Regions from separate parts of the Mus musculus genome. Here all the other regions are linked to region 2. Evidence: chromatin contacts called from public HiChIP or PLAC-seq data. All regions are on one chromosome and are shown on one strand. Each heading gives the region's core, a stretch centred on a gene start, on an enhancer-like site or on the middle of the called end of the contact. The rest is flanking DNA. Distances are from core to core; before and after follow the strand shown.

Region 1 (3,320 bases), core at 257-2,756, 1.3 Mb after region 2:
CAGATACCTGCGCCTGACTTGTGCCTAAGTGTGTATTTTGTTTCTACAAACAGAAATTCCAGGATGAAAAAAATGAATGTCTATGGCATTACTGCCTTGGTGGTAGAGTGTGGGCAAAGGATGTATTTGTTTGGTGAAAATGTGTTGTTTAGCATAAATCTTGCTGCCAGGACCTGACATGTCTGTCTTTCTATTACCTGTAACACAGTCTATGCCAAGCCTGGCCATGGATTCCTGTCTACTCCTTGCTGTCTGGTGAATTGTGAAATTCCTTGGCCTGTGGTGTTAGGGGCTTCTTGGTAGTGGAAAGATTAGGTTTTAACTTGATCAAATGGAAAACTGAGGCCTTTAGACCAGTAGTTCTCAACCTATGGAATGCAAAAAGCACATGTGAGATATCCTACACATCAGATATTTATATTAAAATTCATAACTAGTAGAATTATAGTTATAAAGTAGCAATGAATACTTTTATGACTGGGGAGTCACCACAACATGAGGAAATATATTAAAGGGTCACAGCATTGGGAAGCTTACGAATCCCTGCTTTAGACGATTTGAATCTTTCTACGCATAGACTCCCATCCTGAGCCTTTCTGGCATTTTTATATGGACATCCCTATACTTCTTCCCTCAAGCATTGTTTAATAAGAATGGTGTGCAGCTTGTGTGTGCTCATAAGCGGGTCTCAGGAGAGTTGTAAAGGAGCGCCCTATGTGGGATTCAAGTGGCATCTTGGTCACTAGTGAATAACATTCTTTCAACACAAGCCAGGCAAGGTGTATATCAGCACACACATGGGGAGGAACCAGAAGAACAGAGACCAATGGCTGGGGGTGTAGGTTTGAGGTGTGTACCAAGAAGAGCTAATGAGACAGCTTCAGTAGATGGCTGGGGAAAAGCAGAGAGCTCCTTGTTCCTAGAGGGGTATAGGCAGGAAGAGATGAGAATGGCACAGGAAGTATTCCTTGACCTGGAGAATCTCCAATTCTTACACTCTACCTCATGTCCGAGAATGTCTGCCATAGTAACTTTAAATTCCCAATTCTTGCTTCACCACATTCCAGGAGGAACAAAGTTCATTGCTACAATGCGTGTGTGTGTTTGATTGTTTAATTTGTTTTTTGTTTGGTTGATTGGTTTTGGGTTTTTGTTTTTGTTTTTGTTTTTTTTGTTGTTTTTTTTTTTTTTTTGGTTTCTGTTTGTTTTTCTGGTTTTTGTTTGGTTTTGGTTTTGGTTTCGTTTTGTTGTGCTGTGTTGTGGGTTTTTTTCAGAGAGACCTTCACCTTGTTGTCCAAACTGTTCTCAGACTCTTGGACTTAAGTGTCCTCTCTGCCTCCAGCTCCTCTGTAGCAGAGGCAACAGGCATTTCCATGCAGCTTCTCCTGTGGTTTGGAAGCACTAAGTCTCCGTGACCTTTTCTCACAGTCCAGCTCCCCTGAGAAGTCGGTGCTAACACAGAACTAACCACAAAAGGATGCTGTGACTAACAACACATGTGAGAGCAAACCAGAAAGGACTGAAAGAACCAGGGGAGTTCCAGGGATTGGAAAGGAGTTGACGTTATCTATAACATGTCAAAGTGGCCACCAAGGTGGCTCAGCAGATCACTTGCCACACACTCCTGATAATCTGCATTCAATCCCTGGAAGCCAAGGAAACAGACAGATAAAGTGGCAGGAATCTGTAATTCTTGTATTCCTAAAGTGAGATGCAAGGTGGAGACAGTAGAATCTCCTGGCAGCTTGCAGGTCAGCTACCCTGGAGTACCCAGCTTGACAGAGGAGAGTCACTGCTTCAATAAGGTAGAAGGAGAAAAACTAACTCCTAATGTTGTCTTCTACACACATACCATAGCACATAAGCACAAGTGTATGCATATCTTTATCTATATCTAGATAGATAGACATACCCATGACAGCACCAACATAAATAATAAATAAAATTTAACGACAAGAAATAAATAGTGCCCAGAGAGACAGACTCAGGAATATTGCAAGTCTAGCTTGAGTGAAGGAGACAAAGGAGGAAGTCTGGGCAGAAGCATCCTTATCGAGCCTGCCACGCTGTCTAAAGAGGCTTCGGACAGTTTGGGGAATGTGGTTCCCAAGCTCATATGACTAATCGCAGAGGCTCTGTATGCCCTGGTAACACAACTGCCTTGCTGTAGTCACTGTCCTCAGCCAGTGGAAAGCGAGTCAGGGGAAAGCTTAACTGTGAGAACATGGGTGGGTTTCAGATCAGTCACCTGGTACATACAGTCACTATCCTTGTCGTTGGAGGAAGTCTGTGGCTTGGCCTAATGCCAGTCCTGAGTCCCCTGGATGACTGATCCTGGATGACTGATGATCTTTCTCTCTCTCTCTCTCTCTCTCTCTCTCTCTCTCTCTCTCTCTCTCTCTCTCTCTCTCTCTCTCTCTCTCTCTTTCTCTCTCCCTCCCTCTCTCCCTCTCTCTCTCCCCCCAAGATCTCTAAGGCTACCCTTGAACTCCAGAACTTCCTTCCCGCTCCCAAATGCTGGAACCACAGGTATAGGGTACCTGTGTTTCATGGGTTCATTCCTTTTGGAAGCAAAATACATTTGGCCACACGGGTACCCAGCAATGATTTATAACGTGAATGAATGAAATTACAGTTTCTAGGTGTCCCCTGAACATCTTCACACAAGGAGAGAAAGGTAAACCCCATAACCCTAAAAGCACACACGTGACCCGTTCCCCAGCCCATCCTCTGATTGTGGATTGCTGTCTGCTTCAGGGGGCAAGCATCTTCATAGGCTTGCTCAAGGAGGCTCTTGAGCAAGTCTAGCTCTGTCTAACTAGCTGTCTTCTTTGCTCAAAAACCTGGGGAGGTTTCAGTCTTCTTTGAGCTTGACTATTAAAGGCAAGCTCACATCTTGCCAGTCTTTGGGGTCAACCCAAGCCTCTCAGACTACCTATCTCAGTCACTCTGTCATCTTTTCCCCCAGCTGCCCCACCTTAGGGCAGGGGGCAAGGGAAGCTGATGTTCATCTCATAACAGGAAGTATGCATAAACATAAATTAAGAGTAACATCCATAAAGGACTGGATCACCATAAACAACTCACACCCACACTTGGAGCACAGGGCCAGCACCCCATAGAAAAGTTGATAAACGAAGGTATTATATAGAGTACTTAAGGTGTTATGGTCCTTTTTTTGGCAGGAGAGTTGAAGATGTGATCAGCTAAGTCATATTAGGTAATTCTGAGGTACAGTGGCTCCTCATCCAGTGGTTTGGTTGTTTGGTTTCATGTAGCCCAGGCTAGCTTCAAACTCTTTATGTAGCTAAGGCTCTCCC
Region 2 (3,241 bases), core at 129-2,628:
CCGCACCAGGCTAGCTACCAGAAGGAAAGTGTTGATAGTTTAAGATTCCCGGTTTGCTTACCGGTTGGAGTGCTGGAGTATACAGTGGTCCTCACAGGGTTTTCCTTTAACATCTAGAGGAATAAATGAGTCGCAGGTTGTTGAACTGGCATTTACCACGTGATTACCTCCTTTGGTTCATGAAGATTGTTCATTGCGAAGCTGAGCACAGTGGGCAAAGTAAATAAAGGCTATGAAGTATTTTAAGTGGCCTAATTTACATAGAATCCTTTACTCAGTGTTAAGGCAGGTAACATTCTTAGCTCCTCCATCTTGTCACTTTAAAATGAGTACACCTAGAGAAACACTATTATAAGCGCCACATTGCTGACATTATGGTGGTGTTTTGTGAGGCTGTCTTGATGGTATGCAAAAATCACACGTTTTTTTTTAAATTCAGTCCTAAAGAGAATTTAGGATGCTTATCCTAAATATTATATGTGGGTCTACCGGTTTCCCTGAATTTAAAAAGGCTAAAATAGAGGCTAGAGGAGGATCCCCAAAGGTGGTATCGGTATTTTCTTGGCAGAACGAACACCAGAGAAGCCTATTTCAAACGTCCAGTGGACAATATGCACAGTTTCTTCTTAACACTAGATACTGCTTCCTTAACATTTCTTAATTTTTCTCTCCATGCCTAAGGTTTCTTCCCGGTTCGGCGTAGGATTGATCCCTCCAAGCACACCAACCCTTAGTAGTGTGGGGAAAGCCCAGATAGACCAACGCGGAGTTCCTTAGTTTAGTTCACGTCCTTTCCTGCAAACAACCCACACATGGCGCTGCGGTTCCCACGAAGGAAAGCGCCTATTTTAGCTCTTCATCAGCGCAAATCTGTATTCCTGGGACTAGGATGCTCAGGGAAGAGCACGGGTGGCTTGCATCGCGTGGCAGAAGTGCCTGCACCCGTGCGGTAAAGCGGAGCTCACCACCATCCCGCACTTACCCGCTTTATACCAGCGAGTGAAGTATCGATCCACAAGGGAGGGTGGCGGGGCTTCGGTAGCTATGACTACCTCTGGTGGCGCCAGCTTGGCTTCGGGGCAGCGGAGCTCTTCCATCCCTCTAGTCCAGGAGCGTAGTTCCGGCGCGTGGGAGCCGGTTGGTGTCGTGCGCACGCGCGCGACTCCCCGGCTGGCGGCCAAACTCCCTCCCCGACCCCAGTCACCTGTGATCCTGGGCCAAAGCCCAACTGTGGGGCAAAAACAACCGGGTGTCAAAGAGCTGAGGGACAGCAGACAGCAAGGTCCTGCCTCTGCCGGGTGAGGGCTCCCCGATCCCCTGGACCCTCTGAGCACCCTCGAGCTCCTGAGGAGGCGCGTCTGGCCACACCCACCCGGTGACGTCACTCAGCGCGCCTCGCGGGTGACGCCACGTCCGCGCCGCCTTTCTGGTGCTACCTGGCGTGTTTCGCCCTTCAGTGGATCGTGTTTCTCGTCTCCCGTGTGCATCGGCGGTTCCTTTCCAAACCCAGTGCGCCGTGAGGGCTCGGAGCCGCCTCGAGGGCGTCGTAGGTGAGCATTCGCCCGTCCCAGTCCGAGCCGCTGTGTGCGGCCTGGTCTTGCTGTCCAGGGCTGTTCTGGTGCAGGGGAGATGCACGCGCTTCTGCCTGCGCGCGCCGGCGGGCCGGGCGTGGACCTCTTCTTTCTTCGAGTTTCGGATGCTTTCTGTACACGTTTTCCCCGGGGCCGTCTTGGGGCGCTGCGAGGGATGAGGGTCCGGTACCCCAATTGCGGGTTTCCTTGTAGCGTGTAGATAAAACCTCTACCAGCTTGTCGTGGAAGGTGATAGGTAAATAGAGGCCTCTGTGCTGTGCTGCGGGTCCCTTCTCGCTCGCATTTGGGACTTTTCTATGAAGTAGTGTATCTCGTGCTTCCCTACCTGGTGTACCTAAGCCGGGATTTCTGTGATGGCTGTGATTTTATAGTCTTTTGTCTTTAGGGCCTAACATTTGGCAAGGTTTTGTTGTAAGTCACATAACGGATCTTAGGTATTGTGTAAAGGATTCGTTTGCGTATTGAGAACCATGATATATAACCAGCAAATATCTCGATGTGTAAGTGAAAGAAAAAGAGACAAAGACAAATTTTAGTTTGTGGAAACAGAGATGACAATAAGTCCCAAGCCAGGATGAGCTATTATTTGATAAGAGATCAGCAGGTTCTCTGTTTTTCAGGTTGCATTTCATATGCTTGTAAGGGTCAGCTTATGATAATATCAGGATTGATTTTAATGTGAGTTTAATGTTTAGTTTGGTCTTGTTCATTTACAAGGTATATAGGTTTATCTAATCTTCCCTTTAGTGAGCTACCAAGCCTGAAGGTAGGGGAGAAAGTGGATCAATGGTCAGAATTTTGGGACATGATCAAAGTTGTATGAAAGCACCTCTTAGAACATGTGTGGGTGGAGTCAAGGGAGGTGCAGTTGGAGGTGCCAAAGGAAGGCTGTTAGCAGATTATGATCCTAGAAACATTTGGAAGATGTTTCCTAACTTTGAAAGCATTGAGAAAACTACAGGACTGTGTAACTCCAAAAAGTTAAATGAGTGAGCAGTGTCAGAATGACAATTTAGAGAAGTCGGTTTTCATGCTAAAAGAATTGGGGCATTAGAGAGATTAATGAGTTTGCCTTTTTACCAAGTGACCATGGAGGCCAGAAGAAGGCATGGGGTTCCCTGGAATTGGAGTTATAGATAGTTGTTATCTGCTGTGTAGGTGTTGGGAACTGAACTCAGGTCCTCTGGAAGAGCAGCCAGTGTTCATTAACCTCTGAGCAGTCTTTCCAGACCTGAACTCGGTAATTCTTTTAAAAACTCAGATTGCCTTGCTGTGTTTTATCAGTCAGGGTCCAGTAGAGGCCAGACAGTATTTCAGCAGGATTATTATGAAGAATTACTTAAACTGCTATAGGAGGAAGAAAAAGAAAAAATGAAAAACAAGTAATTTGGAAGGCAAGTGGAAGGAAGCAGTTCCCATGGGTAGGGAGCAACACTAGGGCAGATTTTGGCATCATCAGGACCCAACACCTCATAGAAAGGCCCTGTAACACTGGGATTAGACTGAGAATGAGGCTCAGAAACTCAGGATGAAGCCTGGGGCTGGATTTCTGTGTCTGGGGATACAGCGTGCCTGATTAATGCTCCTACCTCTGGAGTGGCAGTGATGAGGCTGGCCCTGGTAGTGCCAGCGTACAGGTTCATGGAGAG
Region 3 (3,210 bases), core at 506-3,005, 1.4 Mb after region 2:
TGTACATATATGTACCAGGATACTGCAGGGAGAAAGAATGGGATACAATACAAATGGTCCAGAGGCATAGATCCTTAACACATTTCAGGAGACATGAGAAACCCAAGTGTGGATGAACATAAGCATGCATGTTAGAAAGCGGAGGATCAGGGGATGGAGGAGCTAGTGGGCACCTGATGATTCAAATCTGCATATCCAGTAGAGCTGGACTTGATCCAGTAGGCACTGGGCTGCCAAGTCATCTGTGTGGACATTCCTGATTTTCCTGTTCAGTTCGAAGCACGTTTGCCGCTTCTTGATAACAGTCACCTCCACAGTCTGACTGTCTCCTCCTCGTGGCACATGTTTGATCTGACCCAGTTATTCCACACAGCATTGCTCAATCTGAGCCTAGCTTCCACAGAGGCATCGAAAGATGAGGAGGCTGAGGGAGAAGAGAGATGCCTAAGCAATCAAGGAGGCTCCGCCAGGCTGTGGCTAACAAGGGTGAGTGTGAAGTTCACGTCCTTAGGATGATGTTTGTTGTCCTCTCGGGCAGGAGTGGAAGTCCTTCCCCCATTGACTGAACACACGACTGGGACTGCACAGAAGTGTGTCTACAGCCACATGTTAAAGAGAAGCCAAGCACCCAGTACATGTGTGTAGAGGCTGTCACCGGAAGGAGCTCAACTTCTGGTCAGCAGCATTTTCTTGTCCCTGAAGATTTCCCTAGGCACCCAAAATTCTTGGGTTTCCTATTGCCCCCAAGTAATAGGGACTGGAAGGCAGGGCTATTCAGGTAGTAGATGCAAACAGAAGACCAGTTCAGTATCCTTCTTTCTTTGCCCTTGTTTATAGTGAGCACCAAGAACTTAGACGTTATTCAAGTATAACATACAATGACTAGCAACTTGCCCAGCCCTTTAAAGGTTTGAATATCTTACACCCCAACCAGGACCCTTGAGAGCATTCCATTGCTCAAGAGAACAGCAAGACACAGGCTAGTAACTATGCCTCTTCTGAATACACCACAAAATACAGCCAAATCCAGGACCTCGTAAGACCTCGGATGACTCACCCAAGAGCCTGAGGGTAGGCCTTGCCACCTCCATGTATTTTGGAGACAGATGAGTGGGTTTCCTCTTAGCCAGCTCCAGATGGTGATAAACTACCAGGAATTGAAATAGGAAGGTGGCCCCACAGAGGCTGTGTGAAGGTCAGTGGCTCTTATTTCCCATGGTCAGCATGGTGTTGCTAGAGGCCAGGGACACTATGAAGCCTGGGAGGCATCTACCACACACAAAAGCCAGAGACAACATGAACTTGATCTTCAGTAATGCATCACTCGTCGTTTCTGACAATAGATTTGCATCGGAGGAAAACAAACGCTATAGAAATGGAGTAACTTGTCCAAGGCCACAGAAGTACTCTACACTGCTTCCATGGTGACATAACCCCATATGGAGGCCCCCCAGGAGGTTCTACTTGGGTAGTGAGAACTGTTTTCCAACAAGCTTCACTCTCAACTTCAGTAACTAATTATAATGTTAGCCTTCAGGCAGTTATCTAAGTATTCCTCAAGACCAGCCACAACCGAGGTATGGAACATGTGCATGAAAGACGAGACTAAGCCATCATTATGCCTATGTTCCTTTTAGAACGTTTTTAGATGTATTTATTTTCTGTATATGAGTGGTTTGCCTGAATGTGTATGTATGGACCACATGTGTGCCTGGTGCCTGTGGAGGGCAGCAGAGGGCAGCAGATCCTCTGGAACTGGAGTTACAGACAGTTGCGAGCTGTCATGTGTCTCATGGGAACTGAATCTGAGTCCTCTGTAAGATCAGCAAGTGTTGTTAACTGCTGCCCTTCTCTCTAGCCCCTACACCATTTTTTCTTTACCTTCAGGGGGACTGCTTAGGATCTCTCACTGGATGATCATAGGTCCAAGGTCACCTTGGGGCTTAGAAAACCTGGAGCTGCCCATGCTCCGGGTGCAGTCTCCTACCTGGTAATTCTCCTGGGGTTCTGCACACGCTTTCTTCTCCTGTTTCCATTCTAGGGAGTTCTACAACTTCCCCAGGGATCTAGCTTGATGACACGCTTCCCAAATGACCAGGCCCATCATTTTCAGCCATCCTGCCATGAGCAACTCTGCACTTGAAGCCATGGGAATTCAGAATGTGTATCTTCCTCAAAGCTACTTGTGGGTTTCATCACATGGCTCTGCGTGGAGAGATGACCTCATCCCAGACCGCTTGCTTGTTCAGGTGGCTGCAGGATCTTGCCAAGTTTTCTCTAGAACACTGTGAGTTCTGTTAGACTCCTGTTGCTCTGAAATTTTTCAGTCTTCTCCAGTGAATCAAACTTAGGTGCTCTGTCCTCCTGCTTCTTGGTGATGACAACAGAGAGCACAGTACTCCCTGTGAGCTTGGTGGCTGTGCATAAGCTCAGATCCCACTGGGCCTGCTATGTCAGATTCTGCATCACTCAAGACTGCACAGTAAAGGTTGAAAAAGGCCACTCCATATGCCCATGATATATGAAGTCCAAAAGCCAGCAAAGAAAAGACAATGAAGCCGGGCGTGGTGGCGCACGCCTTTAATCCCAGCACTCAGGAGGCAGAGGCAGGCGGATTTCTGAGTTCGAGGCCAGCCTGGTCTACAAAGTGAGCTCCAGGACAGCCAGGGCTATACAGAGAAACCCTGTCTCGAAAAAACAAAACAAAACAAAAACAAAAAACAAAAAAAAAAAAAAGAAAAGAAAAGAAAAGACAATGAGGGTCAGGTGCTGTAAGAGGCCACCACAGCACCACAGAGCACACCCCCACTCACACACAAAAGAGTTTACCAAATGCTAGTCAGAGGGATTAGAAAGATTCCATCAGTTCCCAAATACTAAGTCTGTCCTTAAGGCAGGGGCCAAGTGAAGTGGCTCTGAGGAGCTCTGCATAGTGATGTGTTCAGGTTGGAAGCAAGGTCAGGCTTTGAGGCTACGCTTAGGTTTGGTGGGGCAGAGTTATGATGGAGTTAGAAGTGTCTCTCTTGGATTTAGGGAAATGGAGCAGCCATGTAGATGCCATTATCCTTCCTGTCCATTTGGATGAGAATTAAGCCCGACAGTTGCTCCCCATGATATAGATAGTTCACTTGTACAAGCCTTCTGTTATCTAATAGTCACTCCAACATTTCTACAGGAAAAGATGGTAAACACTATCCCAATGTGGCCCCT

Evidence for each region. HiChIP or PLAC-seq counts read pairs in DNA pulled down with a chosen protein or histone mark.
Region 1: an H3K27ac HiChIP or PLAC-seq map of bone marrow-derived dendritic cells shows a contact between it and region 2, with 13 times the contacts expected there. The contact joins the enhancer-like site here to the promoter of Elp1 in region 2. A contact is called at or near these places in 2 of 39 promoter capture datasets (cranial neural crest and embryonic stem cells), 12 of 115 datasets of contacts at active chromatin or transcription factors (astrocytes, bone marrow-derived dendritic cells, bone marrow-derived macrophages and 6 more) and 3 of 9 other capture datasets (adipose tissue, embryonic stem cells and liver).
Region 3: a contact with region 2 is called in an H3K4me3 HiChIP or PLAC-seq map of embryonic stem cells, with 6 times the contacts expected there. The contact joins the enhancer-like site here to the promoter of Elp1 in region 2. A contact is called at or near these places in 3 of 39 promoter capture datasets (cranial neural crest, hippocampal neurons and second pharyngeal arch cranial neural crest), 1 of 484 Hi-C or Micro-C datasets (bone marrow-derived macrophages), 9 of 115 datasets of contacts at active chromatin or transcription factors (astrocytes, bone marrow-derived macrophages, embryonic forebrain and 3 more) and 2 of 9 other capture datasets (embryonic stem cells and pancreatic islet).

The regions. Positions count from the first base shown.
Region 1 is chr4:55,487,652-55,490,971 of GRCm38.p6, reverse strand. No RefSeq gene overlaps it. Among named protein-coding and RNA genes, the nearest start is that of Gm22150, 20 kb to the right of the region's middle. Within about 2 kb of position 1,506, at least 60 of the 459 cell types and tissues checked have an H3K27ac peak or open chromatin away from gene starts, as enhancers often do. A contact at or near this core is called in bone marrow-derived dendritic cells, where this site is marked.
Region 2 is chr4:56,800,468-56,803,708 of GRCm38.p6, reverse strand. It overlaps Elp1 (elongator complex protein 1), which reads left to right and starts at 1,378. Exons shown (of 37, transcript NM_026079.3): 1 at 1,378-1,550. It overlaps Abitram (actin binding transcription modulator), which reads right to left and starts at 1,380. Exons shown (of 6, transcript NM_001081420.1): 1 at 983-1,380; 2 at 62-113. The coding sequence starts at 1,097.
Region 3 is chr4:55,449,761-55,452,970 of GRCm38.p6, reverse strand. No RefSeq gene overlaps it. Among named protein-coding and RNA genes, the nearest start is that of Gm22150, 18 kb to the left of the region's middle. Within about 2 kb of position 1,755, at least 11 of the 459 cell types and tissues checked have an H3K27ac peak or open chromatin away from gene starts, as enhancers often do. A contact at or near this core is called in embryonic stem cells, where this site is marked.